Linked DNA regions of Zea mays: region 1 is linked to region 2. A link is a contact called in public ChIA-PET data. All regions are on one chromosome and are shown on one strand. The core of a region is the stretch at or near the end of the contact, and the rest is flanking DNA. Distances in the headings are between cores, read along the strand shown.

Region 1 (5,062 bases), core at 116-2,615, 160 kb before region 2:
TTGTTCTGTTCTTTGCCTCGCTCTTGCCGGTGCGCTGTAATCTGACTGCTGGCCGACTCGTGGCCGTGGCCGTGGCCGGAGAAGAGCCCGGGACGCGATGCTCCGGCGAAATATCTATTATTTTTATCTCCTTTGAATCGATAGCAAAATAGCTTTTTTATCTCGATTATTTTAAAAGGTACAAAACCAAAAGTCAAAAATAGATCTAAAGTGCTTCAAAAATATATTACTTAAAAGTAACCACCAAACAACCCATTTACTAGTTTTTTTTTAGCTTTTGAACTGAAAAATAAACAGCCCAAAACCTGACTAAACGGAGCCTTTTGAGATGTTTGAATGAACGAATGAACCGGATATAATAGTTAGCTAACTAAAAAATGTCAATGGACTTAGCTAAAAGTAGCTAATAATTGGATATGCTCTTAGGCATGTGATAAGTACTCTCTTAGAGTTAGCCTTAAGCTCTTAACTGGGGTGTTTGGATATGTCTAGCTAAAAGTAGCTAATAACAGAAGTAGAACTATTAACTAAGTTGTTAGGATGTTCCCATGTAATTTAGCAGCTAACTATTATCTCTAATCTATTTACACATTGACATTACTCTGCCCAAAGCAACTATTTTTTAACGTTTGGCAATTTATTTTAGTCAATCTAAACTTAGCCTAGGTGTTAGAATATAACACTTGTATGCAGTATTATTAGGTTATACTTGTAACAAGAGCGTGTATATGAGCGCGTAAAGTACCATTTTACACTATATATTGTATAATCTACAAAAAGATGAGTTTGAAGTAGATAGTTAGATAGGCGATGGGATATGGAAGCTGGTGGAGATAGTCTAAAATGTTCAGTTTTTTTATCAAACTATGCTTATACTCCAGCCGTCTAAAAATAGTAGTCGTTTTAGCTCTAAATTGTTATGTCTATATTCATGAATATAGATGATTATAAACCTAGACATATATACAACACATGTATAACACATGTATTAATTATTGTATACATTTAATAATATAATCTTCCGAAATCTTGAATGACGCTAACTCGATTTACTCACATGGCCTAATATTATACCCATTTATACACTAAAGATCGCATCCCTTTAAAATAAGGATTCGCTCCGGACCGGGCCGGACCGGCCAGTGGGGCGGCTGTGGCCTGTGGGAGCCAGGCGGCCGCTCCCGGACTTGAGATTCTCAAAACTCAGCTGAATTCCCCCTGGCGTCCGGCGGGCCACAGGAGCACAACCCACAGGCCACAACCACAGCACAGCAGCACGAGAAGGGCAGACCGCAGACGCCAGACGCCTATAAATACCCCCGCCTTCCCACCCAGCATTCTCCATCCTCACATCGTCCACAGAATTTCACGCATCGCACGGGGAACACCGATCGATCGATCCCTCGAGAAGCAGAGACAAGTAGCCCGCCCGCCCGCCCGCACACATAGAGACAGAGAGAATCAAGCCGCCGCCGACCAGTGACATGGCGCCCTGGGCCATTGCCATCCACGGCGGCGCGGGCGTGGACCCGAACCTCCCGGAGCACCGGCAGGAGGAGGCGAAGCGCGTGCTGGCGCGGTGCCTGCAGGTGGGCGTGGACCTGCTGCGCGCGGGCGCGCAGGCGCTGGACGTCGTGGAGGCCGTGGTGCGCGAGCTGGAGACGGACCCCTTCTTCAACTCGGGGCGCGGGTCCGCGCTCACCCGCGCCGGCACCGTGGAGATGGAGGCCAGCATCATGGACGGCCGCGGCCGCCGCTGCGGCGCCGTGTCCGGCGTCTCCACCGTCAAGAACCCCGTGTCCCTGGCGCGCCGCGTCATGGACAACTCGCCCCACTCGTACCTCGCCTTCGACGGCGCCGAGGAGTTCGCCCGTGCGCAGGTGAGGGCCGCCCGCCCGCCGACCCAACTAATTCCTCCCTGGTTAATCTCGCGTCCTCGTCACCTTCACTGTTTCTCTTCTCGGTTCTCGCTGCATGAATCGTGCATGGCTAGCTAGCTCCCCCAGTGCAAACGAAACCCCCTAACAAACACAAATTTCTTCAAGTAAAAAAAAACGCCATTTTTATGGAGATAAAATGTAAATGGAAGGACGCGAGAGAATGCCGGATAAATAAACGGAAACGGAATTTACCGCGAAATTAGGGTGAACCGGTGAAGCTAGAACTTAAAACAGAACTGGTTGAAAACCCGTGAGCGTGACGTGGGTGCAGGACAGCCGTCTGCAGGCATGTGCAAGGCACGTAGTACAGTCTCTCTGTTTTTTTCCCGCCGCAACAGAACGGCTGCAGGACCCGTGTCTTGAAAGGTGAATCTTCGCTGGCCATGTGAATTTCCAGCAAGATTCTGCACATCTGCTAGTGCTAGTGCAAGGAGAGCGTCTGGTCCACGAAATTGGCCGACGAAATTCACTTTATTTGGGATTTTCCTTTGGCTGCACCTGCATCCCGTTTCCTCCTGAACATGACAGGCTCGATACTTATCTAGCTCCGTTTACGTCTCTTGAGAGGTTTGTTTTCTGTCAGCAAGGCACGCAACTTCGCCTTTAATTTGCATGTGTAGACAGCCCATATTGTTGCATCTTAGTCTAGCAGTAGAAACTAGATTAGCACTCTGCTTTACGTTTGTTCGTGCACGTGCCTCCCACTTTTTTGCCGCCGCCCCATGGTCCTCGGAGGATTTCACATCAGCTGAAAGCAACCGCTGCGTGATTTGCTGCTGGGACCCGCGCCAAAACTAGCTGTCCATTTCTCGTTTAAAAATATATATAATTATAGCAGTACATGTTACAAGTTCAATACGCTGTACTGTAACACGATTTGATACCTATCTCTCTCTTTTTTTTCTTGTTCACCATATTCCACGAAGATTCATTTGTAGGATGCTCTGCTACGTAATACCATGCCACTCCTCCAACTCACGTTTGTCCACCAAAGAACCGCACCTACCTACCAAGCAGAAAAAGAAAAAGTGTACTCACTGTTCCTCCCCTCCCGGGCCTCACGTTCTTTCCACACTCAGAGTACTAAACAAAGAGCGTGCTCTGCTGACCAGCTGTGGAACAGCTGGGGGCGGTTTTGTCAGTTCATGACAACCTAGGACGGGTCGGTTCCCCCACCCCAAGCTGGCAATTGAAGCGAACGTAGCACAGCTCCTGCCTGCTCCACCCACTGTGCACCTCACGCGCCATGCTTCTCTGTTAACCAAGCTCGTGGGCCGTGGCCGCTGGTGTTGTTGGTGCGCGTGTGGGCGCCGAGGCCCGAGCCGCATCCACGGAATCCACGCAGGGACCATCGGCCTCCACTTGGCCCCTGTGGCTGTACGTGTCCGCCTCGCGCCCGAATCTGTCGCCACGCCGTGGTCCACCGTGGCCAACAACACGGCAAGATCCGAGCGCGCGCGGCCCAGATTAGCTGGGGATTTTCAACAGTTTTTGTATTTTCATTTTTGAAATTTTGTTCTGATGTTGGTTCGCTATTTTTCTCTAGGGCCTGGAGACCGTGGACAACAGCTACTTCATCACGGATGACAACGTCGGCATGCTCAAGCTCGCCAAGGAGGCCGGCAGCATCCTGGTTGGTTCCGTCCGCCTACAACACCCACTCCTGTCAACTTTTTTTCTTTTCCTTTTGGGTTTCCGAAATCAATCCAGAGGTGGTGACCTGACTGACCACGCACGGATGTGGGCGCGCGTGCAGTTCGACTACCGGATCCCGCTGGCGGGGACGGACACGTGCAGCGCGCTGGCGGGCGCGGCGGACAGCAACGGCGGCGGCGTGCACAAGGCGGGGATGGTCATGAACGGGCTGCCCATCAGCGTGTACGCGCCGGAGACGGTGGGGTGCGCGGTGGTGGACGCGTCGGGGGCCTGCGCGGCGGCCACGTCCACGGGCGGGCTCATGAACAAGATGGCCGGCCGCATCGGGGACTCGCCGCTCATCGGCTCCGGCACCTACGCGTGCGGCGCCTGCGCCGTGTCGTGCACGGGCGAGGGCGAGGCCATCATCCGCTGCACGCTCGCGCGCGACGTGGCCGCCGTCATGGAGTACAAGGGACTGCCCCTGCAGCAGGCCGTCGACTACTGCGTCAAGGAGCGCCTCGACCAGGGATTCGCCGGCCTCATCGCCGTCTCCGGCACCGGCGAGGTGGCGTACGGATTCAACTGCACCGGCATGTTCCGGGGCTGCGCCACCGAGGACGGGTTCATGGAGGTCGGCATCTGGGAGTGAGCTGGAGGCCCCGCCATCTAAACACAAATCAAAATCAGTGTGCGTGCAGCTGCATGTGGCCATCCTGCGATTGCCATGTGTTTAATCTCCGGGTCACAGGTGTTGTCGATGATCCACCACTAGTAGTAGCGATTGCATGGAGATTGGTGCTCGGGTCAATAATGATGGTGATTGTGACGGAGTGCCCTGCAAAATAATTAATAATTCGTGTGAAAAAGTTGATTATATGGTTCCTGACACTATGATGTTCGGCCTTTTTTTTTGTCTTCATCTGTCTTTCATTCGATTATTAAACATGTCCTCATTGGGTTGATAGAAATCTGGGCTGATAGTTGGCCCAAGCCCAACCCAAGTTTCGGTACCCCAAATGGTTCCTAGAGTTTTGGGCCCCAATACTAACATGTCCAAAACCGTTTTGTACTCTTCACTGCCTTTTGGATGCTAACCCAAAATGTTCCTAGAGTGTGCAACGCAAGACGGAGTATGTATTTTTCTCGGTTTGTTTACATATAGAGTAGTATGTATTTATGCCAGTGATTATAAGATTCGAAATGTAGTACGTATTATATATGCTAGTGATTCTAAGGTTTGCAAGTGTCATGCACTCATGACTTAAAAAAAAGTCATTTTTCATGCTTTCTCATAAACGGATTATAGAATATAATTGAATTTTACTGTTTTTTAAAAAACTAGATACATCACTACGGAGAAATAAAAAAAGGGAACGTGTCGTATGCTTTGTATATATATAACATGCGTACCGTATGTAAACGTGTTAGCAGCTGATCATGATGTGCCACTACTACTATTTGATACTGTAAGATCAAGAAGAAAA
Region 2 (5,277 bases), core at 1,018-3,517:
TGTTGCAAAAGGCAACTAGGAAAGAAAAAACAAAAATTCCTCTCAGCGGGTTTCAGATCTTACGATGCTGATGCCATGGTTCTGAGCTTTGAAGAGGAAAACAAGCAGCGTCGAGATGGTGACCGATGCCAGGGGCGCGCACGCCGAAACCCAGAAAAGCTTTGGCCATCTGATGCTCTGCGTACATGCAGGGACGATGCATGCCATGCATGATGAGGTGGAAAATGTCACAGCAGCTGGTGGACTGCATCTATCAAGAATTAACTGAGATTCTGAAATCAACTCTCTCTCTCTCTCTCTCTCTCTCTCTCTCTCTCTCTCAATGATACATGACAGATGCCGGTAGTAGACTAGTAGTGCCAGGACCCAGCAACAAGATTCCGTGTGGACCAGGAGTGAAAGATGTCACGCAGATCCTTCCAATGCACGGCCAGATCGATGCATGCAGTCGATCATCATTTCATCCATGACTACTGCATCTGCATGCATGGCCATCTCCCCGGCCCCAGGAGCACTCCTCCTTGTCCCCAGAATCTTCTTCTGCCGTGACCGTGAGGCCGGTGGGGGTACGGTTCTAGTGTGTGCCGTGTGTCTAGTAGTACGTAGTGTGTGCGTAGTAAAGTAGCACACGACCTACACACGTACGTACTCCAGTCCTGTATATATATATAGTACGGAGTAGAGCCTGTAGGCAGGCACACACTACGTATGTGTCATGTGTGCCGTGTGCGAGCGCGACAGCGACAGCGAAATGAAGGAGCAGAGCAGCAGAAAGGCATGCTACCGTCGAATACTTTCTAGAGCGGCCACGTACGTACGTACACGCCGCATATACCAGAAAACGACATTGACCAACGGGAGGTATATATACATACGTACACGTACGACAAGAGAGAATTGTTTATAAAGGACTTGTTAAAATTTAGATGTCTAGATTCTAGTAGTAGTTTTTTATTCAGTATGCATGGCAGTATATGTATACGTACCACATGCCTCGCCGACAGCAGGAAGACGAGGAAGCAGACGCCCATGAGGATCGTCTGCCACGACCACTGCACGCGTACGCAAGCATACAGATCAAATTAACACACGTTAGCCAGTTAATCGCATGCATGCATTGGCTGCTAGAAGCTATAATTAATTAAGACCTCGTCCAGCCAGCCATCGTCATGCATAATAATAGATTTATACCTCGCTGGTGTGGTGGAAGACGGAGGCCATGACTGGGACGATGCCCATCTCGGTGGTGAAGTGGACGATGCCCAGCAGCGCCTTGAGCTGCTGCAGCGCCACGATGATGGCGGCGCCGGCCATGAACCCCACCAGCGTCGCCTTGGACAGGAAGTCGATGACGAAGCCGAGCCTGAGGATGCCCAGGGAGGCCTGCACCAGCCCCGCGAACAGGGTGGAGGTGAAGGCCAGCTGCAGGAACAGCGTCGGCTCCGCGGTGGGGCTCACGGCCTGCCGCAGCATGGACCCCATGATCAGCGACGAGATCGACACCGGGCCCACCGCCAGGTCACGGGAGCTCCCCAGCACCGCGTACACCATCGGCGGCACGAAGCTCGAATCTGCATGCGTTGCGTGCATGCCTTTAATATAGGTAGACTAGTAGATCGACGCCAGCTAAGCTAGCAGGGGTTACAGATACGTACACAGCCCGATTATGGGAGGCAAGCTTGCCAGCTTCGCGTAGCTAATGCCCTGCATGCATGCAGCCAAGAACACTGAGCCGTCGTTAATGAAGCTAGTATATAACCAACCAAATTAATGGTCGTTAATAATAATAATGATGATGCTTGCCTGAGGAATGGCGAGGCTGGCAATGGTGAGGCCCGCGACGAGGTCGGACTTGAAGAGCGACAAGGAGTAGCTCGGCACCCAGTCCAGGATGGGGAAGAGGTACCTGACCGCCATGAGCCACTGCGTCCCCGGCGGCTGCCCCTTGAACGCCCGGAACGGGTCGTCGGGGAAGAAGGTCTCCTTCACCCTCACCTTCATCTTGCTCGCCGTGCTCCGCGCCGGTGGCGGCGCCACCTTGTGCACTGCCATCGACGCGATCTCCGGCTCCGCCGCCTTGCCTCCGTGCAGCCGGCTCTTGCTGTCGTCATTGCAAGCACCACCGTAGGCGCCTCTCATGCCCACCATGTCTGTGGCTGAGAGGTGACTGCTTACAGGCTTACAGCGCCTACAAGTGGGTCGGAAGATGGCCCTTCCTTCTTCTTCTCGGTAGCTCACTAGCTCCTCTCCTCCAGGTCCAAGGGGTAGATATAAAGGAGAGGAAGAGGGCGGTATATGGCAGCAGCTTCAGATGAAGAGGAAAAGCGGTACGCAACTTTGAGAAAGGGAGAAGCGCGCGCGACACAAAGGGTAGGGTTGGTGTCCAATAATTTTAGCTACACGTACAGCCATAGCGAGGCACACATCTAAAAAATTGGCAGCAGTTTTCATCCATCCCATGGATTTGATACCACAACCCCCATCGTAGCTTGTGATGGCAGAGAAACAAACCATCCACACCACCACTTTTTTACTCTCGCTTTAATTTGACATCGCCATTGCACATGACCACAAATTAAATACGCCAACAAGGAGGGACCGGACCCATGCAGCACTAATATATTCCTTGGTGTTTACATGTGCAAAAGCATATGCATAGAATAATTAAAGATTCACACACATAATTGATCCTTTGACCTATAGAGCATGTGATCAGCTAATCATCAGCATTGCTAGCTGCACACACACTCTCTACCTGTGGCACGGAGAATGAGAAGAATTTCACGCTTGGCAATCTGAGATGCCGCACTCGTACACGTATATTAAGTTTCTGACATGCTGCATAGGGGTGCGTGCCAAAGTTCAAAATATATATCCCACCGAACATGACATCCTAGCACCAGCGCAGCTGACCTTTGGTTTTGGGCTTTAGTCCATGTCGAACAGTTTACTCATGTAATTACTTAAACCATTGTTTTATACTATAAACTGTATTTTTATAAAGTGGAGTTTAAATATAGAGACAAGGAGGGATAAGTTGTTGGAGACAGCCTAATTAACGTTGATCTCAAAATTAATATAAGGCTATTCACAGTCCAAAGTATCAATACTCCAATATTAAAAAATATCATATAGGATGAAAAGTATGGTACTGCTATAAAAATGACCCTCTACAATATACAGTGTCATACTTAGTATTATCTCTGTCATCGAATATTTGTCGTCCGCTAGTTTATTTTTGAACTAAAATGTGACAAATAAAAATAAACGGAGGGAGTATATATTTTAACTATTTAATTGGTGTGATGTTGTGTCTATGAGCATGAGCTTAAACATCAATTTTTATGCTATAACCTAAAAAGGCTAAAATATCGTGCCAAAACAGTATCTTACTTAAGATACAACTTTTGTTCTCCCTCCTATTAAATACCTTGCCACATTAGAAAAAGTCATGTGGCATCTCATTAATTAGTATGATACTACCCATTGGGAATAATAGCCTAAGCATTAGCGCAATGGCTAGCTCCGCACGTAGGTTTAGGAAGAGTTTAGTCTTGGTTAGTGGTTTGGGATCATCAACCAAGACTAAAGGTGACTGCTATATATTCAACTTTCTTACACTCTTAGTGTCCTTGCCCCATCAACCGCCCAGCATAAGTGTCCTTGCCCCTTTTAATAGCCAAAGCAGCTCATATAATGTGCGATAAGGGGGCATTGCATAAGATTAACATCCTCATTAGTATAAATAAGGGTAACTAACATGCATTCATTATTCTCATGAGTCTTGAGAGAGCCAAGTGAAAGTTTGTGTTTATTACTCTTGGTGATCGGCGTTATCCAGGCAATTTGGTGGCAATCAGAGTGTAATGATCATCTGAAGAGGTTGTGACTCAGGACATGTACACGGTAGTGAGCGGTTTACCATACTAAAGCGATAAAAAAACTAGCACATAGAGAGTGTTTGGTCCTTGTGTGGATCAAGGGGAAGCTATACCCATACGAGGATTAGTGGAGAGCGTCAACTCTTTAAGTCCTTAAAAAACGTGAGGAGACTTCTAAACCCTTGCTTTATTTCTCACTATTATTTTTTGAGCAATTTATTTTGAGTATTTATATTTCTAGAATTGTCATGATAGTATAGGAATGTAATTAGGGTACAAAACTAAAAAAAGAGACAAACCATGTGGACGGAGGGAGTACGACATTAGACTTCATTAAAAACATATATACGCATCACAGATATCCAAACGTGCAGTCAATCTTTTCTAAATGTACTTTCCAGTTATACCTCACTTGTATAGCTAAGAACACCGAAGGTTGAGTATAGCGGTAAACTAATTGAAAAGGCACATCTCATCTAGCAGGGTTAAAGAGACAGAATAGAGTAGTGCCAGCCAGTCGGGGTAACGGAGTATATACACGTATAGAACGTTCGCATGCCATTGGTGGAGACACAGAGTTGTCATTCTTGCCAAGATTCAATTCGAGCATAAGGGAAAAGGTTGCAGACCGAGAGGATTAATTCGGAATATACACGTATAGCGATGTTCATAGCTTCGTTTATAAGTGGAGGGCACTCTGTGTTCCCTCCGTACGTGGGCGGTGGTGGTGGGGCGGCCAGTGAGTGTTCAATTCCATCGCATCTTGGATTTGGATCTGAAGAAGATGTCAACTACTCCCCAGTTACTTTTTAGTTGTCGCTAGATAGTTCAATTTTGTACTGTCCAGCGACAACTAAACGAAACGGAGGGAGCATATGAGATACGATAAAAACTGATGAACACACGGGGATCGGAGAGGAAGATAACACTGACTCGCTGCATGAGATGAGAACAGCGAATGGATAGAAATATTTAGAGTATTCGACCCGCGGAAGAGAGACGGAAACGACAGATGCCGATCAGGATCAGCTTCCGCTTTGGGGCTTCCGCTTTGGAGCAGCAAGCAAGCAAGGTCGTCTTGTCCACCGGGAGCAATCAGTGTCTAGTCAATCTCGTCTGCAGCGGCTCACAAGATTCTCCAATGCGGCTTTAATAATTCCCTGCTACTCGTTTTCCAAGCGCATGTACTAGACGTCTAGACCACTTCTTCTTTCTTTCACCTTTTTTCTAAAAAAACAAATTAAAAGAAGAAGAGGAGGAGATTGGTGGCTAGATATGTTGACAGATGAAGCCTCATATAATTAACCTGCTGTTTCAATTCAGAAGGCTCAAATTGTGGACCAGAACAGCTTCAGTAGATGAACCGCCTGAACGACGCTAGCTTGTTGGTTTAAAG

What was found. ChIA-PET counts read pairs in DNA pulled down with a chosen protein or histone mark.
Region 1: a contact with region 2 is called in an RNA polymerase II ChIA-PET map of seedling, with 6 times the contacts expected there. The contact joins the promoter of LOC103645841 here to the promoter of LOC100383552 in region 2. A contact is called at or near these places in 7 of 25 Hi-C or Micro-C datasets (bundle sheath, ear, leaf and 2 more) and 1 of 3 datasets of contacts at active chromatin or transcription factors (seedling).

What each region holds. Positions count from the first base shown.
Region 1 is chr2:5,280,278-5,285,339 of Zm-B73-REFERENCE-NAM-5.0, reverse strand. LOC103645841 (probable isoaspartyl peptidase/L-asparaginase 2) reads left to right here and starts at 1,365. Exons shown (of 3, transcript NM_001326688.1): 1 at 1,365-1,880; 2 at 3,487-3,573; 3 at 3,697-4,469. The coding sequence starts at 1,485. The coding sequence ends at 4,227.
Region 2 is chr2:5,121,074-5,126,350 of Zm-B73-REFERENCE-NAM-5.0, reverse strand. LOC100383552 reads right to left here and starts at 2,267. Exons shown (of 12, transcript NM_001176200.1): 1 at 1,804-2,267; 2 at 1,656-1,704; 3 at 1,192-1,571; 4 at 987-1,052; 5 at 64-177. The coding sequence starts at 2,148.